Regions from separate parts of the Gossypium arboreum genome. Here region 1 is linked to region 2. Evidence: chromatin contacts called from public Hi-C data. All regions are on one chromosome and are shown on one strand. Each heading gives the region's core, a stretch centred on a gene start, on an enhancer-like site or on the middle of the called end of the contact. The rest is flanking DNA. Distances are from core to core; before and after follow the strand shown. Region 1 holds the start of LOC108464502 (protein NTM1-like 9). Region 2 holds the start of LOC108461427 (60S ribosomal protein L9-like).

Region 1 (3,847 bases), core at 166-2,665, 220 kb after region 2:
TTTTTCTAATTTTTATAATTTTTAATATTTTAATGGGAAAATATTAGTTTTCAATATTTTAATGAGAAAAATATTAGATTAACCCGAAGTTGCGGTATATCACCATTTGATTAGTTCATCAATTTATTTTAACGGTCAACGTGAACAATGACAGGAATTGTTAACGGATGGGCTTAATTGATTATTTTAGTTAATAGAAATGACTTAATTGAGTGCAAATTTGCTGCATAAACTTAATTGAATTTTTTGCATATTTTAAGGACTATTTTTGACAAATTGTCTTCTTTCAAAAACATAAGACCATCTTTTAAGAAAAAACTCCTTATAAGTAATATAATATTTACATAAAATTAATTTGAATTAAGTAAAATATTATTATAGTGACAATAAATTTTAATTTTAAAAATATTAAAATATTGATATTTAATATTATAATATTATTTTGATAATAGATTTCAATATTAATAATTATTTTAAATTTTAAATAGTATTCTTAATTTATTGAGAAATATTTTTATTAATTTATTGTTATTAAATATATAAATGATAACTTCTAAATATTTAGTAATAATATTTTAATAGTATAAATGAATATTTGTTTTCATTTATCCTTTTGGCTCCGGTGTTTCACCATCCAACATCATACCTATAACTTCAAATTAAGTGAATATTAAATTTATAGGAGATAATATAGTTATTACTAGTTTGTCAAGCGGTAATATTTCCATAATATTCTATAATTTATATTATGCATTTTTATTTAAAACTTTGAAAATGATTTTTAAAAAACCAAATGATTACGTGAAATCATCCAAATATCATAAAATATCAAAATTTTTCTATAAGCAATTTTCAGTCAAAGTTTAAGATTTTTTACTTTTAGAATTTAGTCTTTATTTTTTATTTTTAATAATTTAGTCTTTTTACTTTTTAAATTTTAAATTTTAGATCTAATTATTAATTTGTTAATTTTTTTAAATTTGTTGACACGATATTTTGAAATTTTAAAAGAAAATCTCACTTCACGATTATGTAACAGAAAATAACATTTGCAATGAATCTGAATTTAATAGAAAATTTTATGGTATTAACAATTGAACATATATTTTTAAATTTGAAAAGTAGAGGGACTAAATTCATTGAAATAAAAATAAGAGGAATAAAGTTCAAATGTACAAAGAATACAAGGATTTGGAGCAGTTTTTAACCTTAATTAATATATTTTGAAGTTTAGTAGTAATTTTAGAATCTAAATCTGGTTGCAAGTAATCCATATATATAGAACACTAGAAAAGCACGTGAATGAATCAAATAAAAAAGTTTCTGGGCAAATATCACAATATTATAGCCAGCCGGGCGCACGAGGCAAAATAAATTTTTCCTTTTTCTGTTTTAATAAAAACCAATAGAAAAAGCTTGAACTTTACTGAGACTATAAAAATACGAAAAGGCTTGCGTGATAAGCTAGCTCACTGTGCTCCTTTTCCTCAGTGCAACATTACAATGAAAAGACGTGGACGGTATTATCCAAAAAGCAAGAAGCAAAAAAAAAAGTGACAAAAGCGTAGAGAGGGTATTTTGGTAATTGTGTAGGATCTAGTGCTCCATTGCCTTAGCCTACGCTGGAAAAGGAGGAAAAAGGAGCTCAATTATTGGGTGGCTCAATTCGCCGTCCACACCGGGGTTTTTTCTACGCTGTGGGCGCCTCTCATCGTCTTCCTCTTGTAATGCGCTTCAGTCTCCACCAATGGTAGAGCGACACGGCTGCAAAAAGGGCCCGGACATGGTCACGTGATTACTCACACATGATTTTTTTTTTTTTTTTCACATTTACTTGGCTTTGCGGCTTTACCGTAAGACGAAAGCGACCTGACGGAGCTCTCAACTGAAAATCAACTAATTTACCTTCCTAAGTAATCTAGTTGGATAGTCACTGAAGAAGAAGAAGACAATTTTACTCAGAATCGAGATTTTTTTTTTTTGAAAACTAGCAAAGGATGGCAGTTTTAACGATGGAAACGTTGCCTTTAGGGTTTAGGTTCAGGCCGACTGATGAGGAGCTCATCAATCATTACCTTAGATTGAAGATCAACGGTCGTCATTCCGAGGTTGGTGTCATTCCTGAAATCGATGTCTGCAAATGGGAGCCATGGGATTTGCCTGGTATTTCTTTTTTCTCTTTTTCTTTTGCGTAAGAAAGAAATTATTGGTTTAAGTATTGTTTTGATTCTTTGATACCTTAGCCTTAGCCAAAGCGTCAGCTGGAAATTTTGCTTTATTCGCTCAATATATGAAATTAATATACATTTTATTTCATAAATTCGATTCCTACAACTTGCAATTTGAGGTAAACTTACGGTTTTTTTTTTTTTTTGAAATTCCTCTCTGCGAAAAAAAGTTTTTATGTTCCAAAATTAGTTAAATTCTGAATTTTTATTACTGGGATGGTTGAATTTAAGTACAGGACTGTCGGTGATAAAGTCGGACGATCCAGAGTGGTTCTTCTTTTGCCCGCTTGATAGGAAGTACCCGAACAGCCATCGTTCCAACAGAGCTACGGATAAAGGATATTGGAAAGCAACGGGAAAGGATCGAACCATTAAGTCTAAAAAGTCACTGATTGGCATGAAGAAGACTTTGGTTTTTTACAAGGGCCGTGCTCCCAAGGGCCAGCGTACTTACTGGATCATGCATGAGTACCGTCCCACTACAAAGGACCTCGATGGCACCGCCCCTGGCCAGGTTTTCCTTCTTAATTTTTAGGCTTGCTGTTCTTAGTTAAGGGTTTGATTCAAATAAAAACAAGAATGTCTATATGACTTGGACCCTTTTTCTTGGTGCAGAGTGCTTTTGTTCTATGTCGATTGTTTCATAAACCGGAAGAGAAGAATGATATTGTGAAGTACGATGAGGTTGAGCAAACCGTATGTTCGGCTGCCATGACAAAATCTGCTCCTGATGATGATACATCATCGGATCTTCTCCAAGATACCATATCATCTGAGACACAAGCTCAGAATCCGGATACTTCCATGCCAAATGGTCAAATAACGGGTGACAGCTGCTGCAATAGTCATATGACTTCTGATGCAGAAGATCACGCAGCTGAAGAAACCTTGGTAGAAGTCAACAAGTTACCTATATTCTAGCATTGTTGCATGCATCATTGTTTTATATTGACTATACCATGACTCTTGACAAGAACTGTTTTTTTGCTTATTAACACAGAAATATCCGCTCTTGGGAAGCAATTCAGACTTGTATGAACCCAATTGTGATGAAATTGATTATAAAGTCTTCTCGCCAATGAACTCACAATTTTTTGAAGATCTGCCGCCCTACATGGATTCCCCTTATGCAAGCGACTTTGGCCATGATCAAAATGGATTCCATTTCCAGGATGGGACTAGCAAACAAGATATATCTTTCCCATTGTTGGATGAGGCCTTGAATAACCATGATAACTTTTCTGAAGAGTCTAACAGTTGGAAAAACTTGGTTGCTGGAACCGAAATGCCCTTGTCTGGTAATGCATTCATCTCGAAGGCAATGCCACCAGAAACCTCCTATGTCAAAGAAAATGGCATATACACTGAAATGTTGCCAGTTCAGGTACAGAGATAACTTCTAGCCTTTATTTCCTTTGTATGTAACCATTATTTGTTTCCTGTTTAGTTTTCTAAAGCTTGAGTTTGAGTTTCTGCCTCATATTTTGCATTTGTTTTTCACTTTGAAGGCTCTGAGATTTAGTTTATGGTTGGATTCTAACTTAATTTTTTATGTTTTGAAATTCTTTACCAGTATGAGTCAGACATTGGAGGTCCTGGGTGGTCTGGTGGGTTTATTG
Region 2 (3,706 bases), core at 741-3,240:
ATAATCGGTTAACCTCTACCATAGTATACCCATTGAAAATATATAAAAATTATTTAATAACTCTTCTGAATATTTAATACCAACTGTTCCCTCCATGATTAGTTGAGTGATGGCTTTAGAATCAGTAGCCTGTCTCCCCCTCTCCTTGGGCTGCTTTTTTTTTTTTTATCTTTTGTCATCCTTTTTCAGCCATGGGTTGGTGTGACTGCCGACGCACCGCTTCTCACCTGACCCTCCTCCCACTTTCTACAGGACACCAGTTTCTACTGGTGACAGTGCTACCGACGCTCGATTTCTTCTTGATATGTTTGTTTGCTCTTTCGACCCCTTATTTTATCTTGCATGCGAATGAAACTTCTTATTTGAAAATATAAGGTTAAAATTGTCAAATTATCATATTTGAACTTTAAATATTACAAGTAAGGCTTCTTAAAAAAATATTTGTTTATGGTAGCATTCTTTTTCAGAATATATCCTAAAATGCTTAAATATATCGTATCTTATCTTATTTTCAATAATTTGGATGATAATCAAGTCTTTAAACCAAAGGCTTTCATGCCTTCTTAAATTGCAGCAAAAGGGTTGCCGAAAAATTGCATTCCAAGTCATTGATGAAAGGAGCTCAATGTCGCAAAACATAAAGATGAAACAAATATAAGATAACATCCTTATAATCTAAAGTCTGAAAACCAAAGCAGAGCATTATAACACTATGAAACAAGAGATACCGTACCAATCATTCTTCTTCAGCGATCCTGCCCTTCTCGCTAACATAGATACCATCAAGGAACTTTCTAATATCCTTGTTCTTCACATGGCATTTCTGTTCCAATCAAAATTCACATTCATCAAGATAAATACCAAATATCAATCATCTCCAGCTTCAATCTCAGTGTTTAAAAGGGATCGACAGAGGGCCTACCTGGTTTATCAAAGCTGCCGAGCGTGACACAAGTTCGATATCGTTACCATCCAACACGATCTCGTCTTTAACCTTCTCTGATCGAACAATGGATACCCCTTCCAACATATCCACCTTTCGCACCTAATGTTCACCGGTGCAAACGTTAACATAATGTCATTGGAATACAAGGAACTTATCAAACTCTTGAACATGTTTCATATTTGGTTACTTGAACCCTAAAACATGAACAATTTGGTTCAAGATGTAAAAACAATGCCTGCCCATTTCTCTACATCAGTCAATGCAACCAGAACTCCAGAAAATATAAGAATTTTAGGTTGTCAAGTCCTAAGGGTGTTGACATTAAACAAACAAAATATATGAATCAACGTATGCTCTTAATGTAGCATTTCAACAGCATCGTACGCTTGAATAGGCCAAAAAGAAAATGAAACAAAAAAAAGCCCTAATATATGATAAAAACAATAATAAATGCCTTATTCAAACAAAAAAAAACAAATAAAGGGAATTAAATCAACAGTGTCAATGTGATTTCGATTCAATAAGAGATTAAAAGAACGGAGAGAGAGAGAGAGAGAGAGAGAGAGAGAGAAGACCTTCTTCTCGCCAAGGAAATTACGGATCTCGATGGACTTGTTGCCGTTAGTGATGGAGGCGTTGATGGGAAAATGAGCATAAACAAACCTCATCTTGTAACGGTAGCCCTTGGTGACGCCGGTGATGAGATTCTCAACGTGGCTGAGAGTAGTACGGATGGCGGCGCTAGTCTTTCTAGAGCCAAACCAAGCCTCGATCCTGAGCTTGCGTTTGCCGCTCTCCTCGTCCTTGATGAGATGAAAATCGAGGTTGAGGTGCTTGAAGTTACGGATGAGCTTACCCCTGGGACCTTCAACCTCGATCATCTTGGCCTTCACCTTAATATCAACCCCATCAGGGATGTCCATTGTCTCTGAAGAAAGAATGGTCTTCATTTTGCTTGCCTTCTGCTTCCTTCCTCGGTGCGGCTTCGATGGAGGGACTAAGTAGAGTGTAAAAACCCTATAACTTAAAGGCTGTAATGTTATATAATTTATTAGTATAAGGATTCAGTTTTGGGCCGGCTTTAGGGTTAAGAGCAGAAAATAGAGGAGAAAAATAGATTGCTGTGAGAGTCCGGCCCAATTAAAAAGCTTATTTTTCGAGATAATAAGCAATAAATTGAATTAATGTAAACTTGTGTATTTATCAAAAGTTAATTAATTCACCTTACTTTATTGTTAGTTGCTCTTTTTTTTTAATCAACAAATTGTCTAAACCAAAATTTACTATTCTATTAATCTCAATAACAAGTAATAACTATTTAAGAATTTCTTCAAACACTTGCATATTTGTACTCCTTTTTGTAGTTATTTGCTTATTTTAATTATATGTAATTTATTATTTCATTTTATTAAATTTTTAATTATGAATAATGACTAATCGATTGAATCTTAATTCGATTGTAATGAATATTATTGTCTATACAAGAGGACATGTGTTTGAGTGTACTAAAACGGAATATTATCTTGTTTATGGATTAGGGAGGAACTATAAGTAATTTTAAGTATTGTGTTAAGTAGATTTGATCAGAACCTATAATGAGATTATTTAAAAATAATAATAATAATTGTGAATAATGACCAAAATGTATAATAATTTAAGTGTGCAAGGGATAATTTGGCCCGTGCAATTTTCATGTAATTAGTAGCCTTAGAGTAGCTAAAGGCTATCTTTTCCAACCTTACCCAATGTGTAGACAGGGGAAGGCGATAGCCAATGGTGAAATTTTCTTATGATGCGTTCAAAATTTTAATAATTACAAATTAGTATAATAATAAATTTTCTCTTCACTTCCTCTCTCCTAAAAAAATTATGATTTATCTTTGTCCCAAAGTAATTTTCTAGTTTTGCCCTTGGTCTTACCGTTATTCACTTGTTCTGAAAAAAAAAAAAAAAAAACTCATTTTTTCATTTTTTTTTTTTTTTGTTACCTCTTCTTATTTAAGCATTAGACAACATTTCAAAGCATAAACTTCCTTGTGGATTTCTTTTTGCCTTATAGGTTTCTTTGCGCATCCAACCTAAGATATAATATATGCCTAGCCTCTTTCTAAAGAAAATATTATTTGGCACATGCAAAGAGCCTAATAATTATTGAGTGTGTCTTAAAGTACTATTTAAATTTATTGTCATTTGAAGCTGCAGGTGTGCAGTTGTTGTTAAGTTATAATACAATAGATACTTGGATGAAAGTATTCTAATAATCAAATCCAAAAGAAAATAATTTACTTCAAATTTAGGTTTTGAATACTTATAATTATTAACCTAAATTACTAATCTAATTAAATTCATGATTATGAACAGACCGACTTAAAGGAATTTTATTCTAATTACTAAAAAACAAAGCAAAATTGTTTAAACTACTGAACTAAAACAATCTCAATTAAAAACTTTCCTCTCAAGTGTAAAATGTAGTGGTTGATTAGTTTAATTAGAAACTAATGATTAGGCTTAGTCAAATTGATCAGGAATTATCCATTGTTAACTTTAGATACTCACGATCTCTCGACTCACCTCGGATTCTAAAATTCGCCACCAAACCTCAACTCTTGCATATTAGCCAATTGCTTATAGGGTCTCTCAACTCCTAGTAGTTAACAAGTTCGATTGATCTAGTATATTAAAGCCAGATTTCTCATTTGGAAGATTGACATGTTTGTCCGGTTGCATAGGTTCAACAACTTGGACAGGTTCAGTAGCTTT

The links. Hi-C and Micro-C count contacts between places; a contact is called where the count stands out from the background.
Region 1: a contact with region 2 is called in a Hi-C map of leaf, with 2.7 times the contacts expected there. The contact joins the promoter of LOC108464502 here to the promoter of LOC108461427 in region 2. A contact is called at or near these places in 2 of 5 Hi-C or Micro-C datasets (both in leaf).

What each region holds. Positions count from the first base shown.
Region 1 is chr1:28,125,570-28,129,416 of ASM2569848v2, forward strand. LOC108464502 (protein NTM1-like 9) reads left to right here and starts at 1,416. Exons shown (of 6, transcript XM_017764836.2): 1 at 1,416-2,163; 2 at 2,465-2,742; 3 at 2,844-3,119; 4 at 3,229-3,612; 5 at 3,802-3,847. The coding sequence starts at 1,998.
Region 2 is chr1:27,905,656-27,909,361 of ASM2569848v2, forward strand. LOC108461427 (60S ribosomal protein L9-like) reads right to left here and starts at 1,991. Exons shown (of 3, transcript XM_017761269.2): 1 at 1,522-1,991; 2 at 923-1,045; 3 at 583-823. The coding sequence starts at 1,896. The coding sequence ends at 737.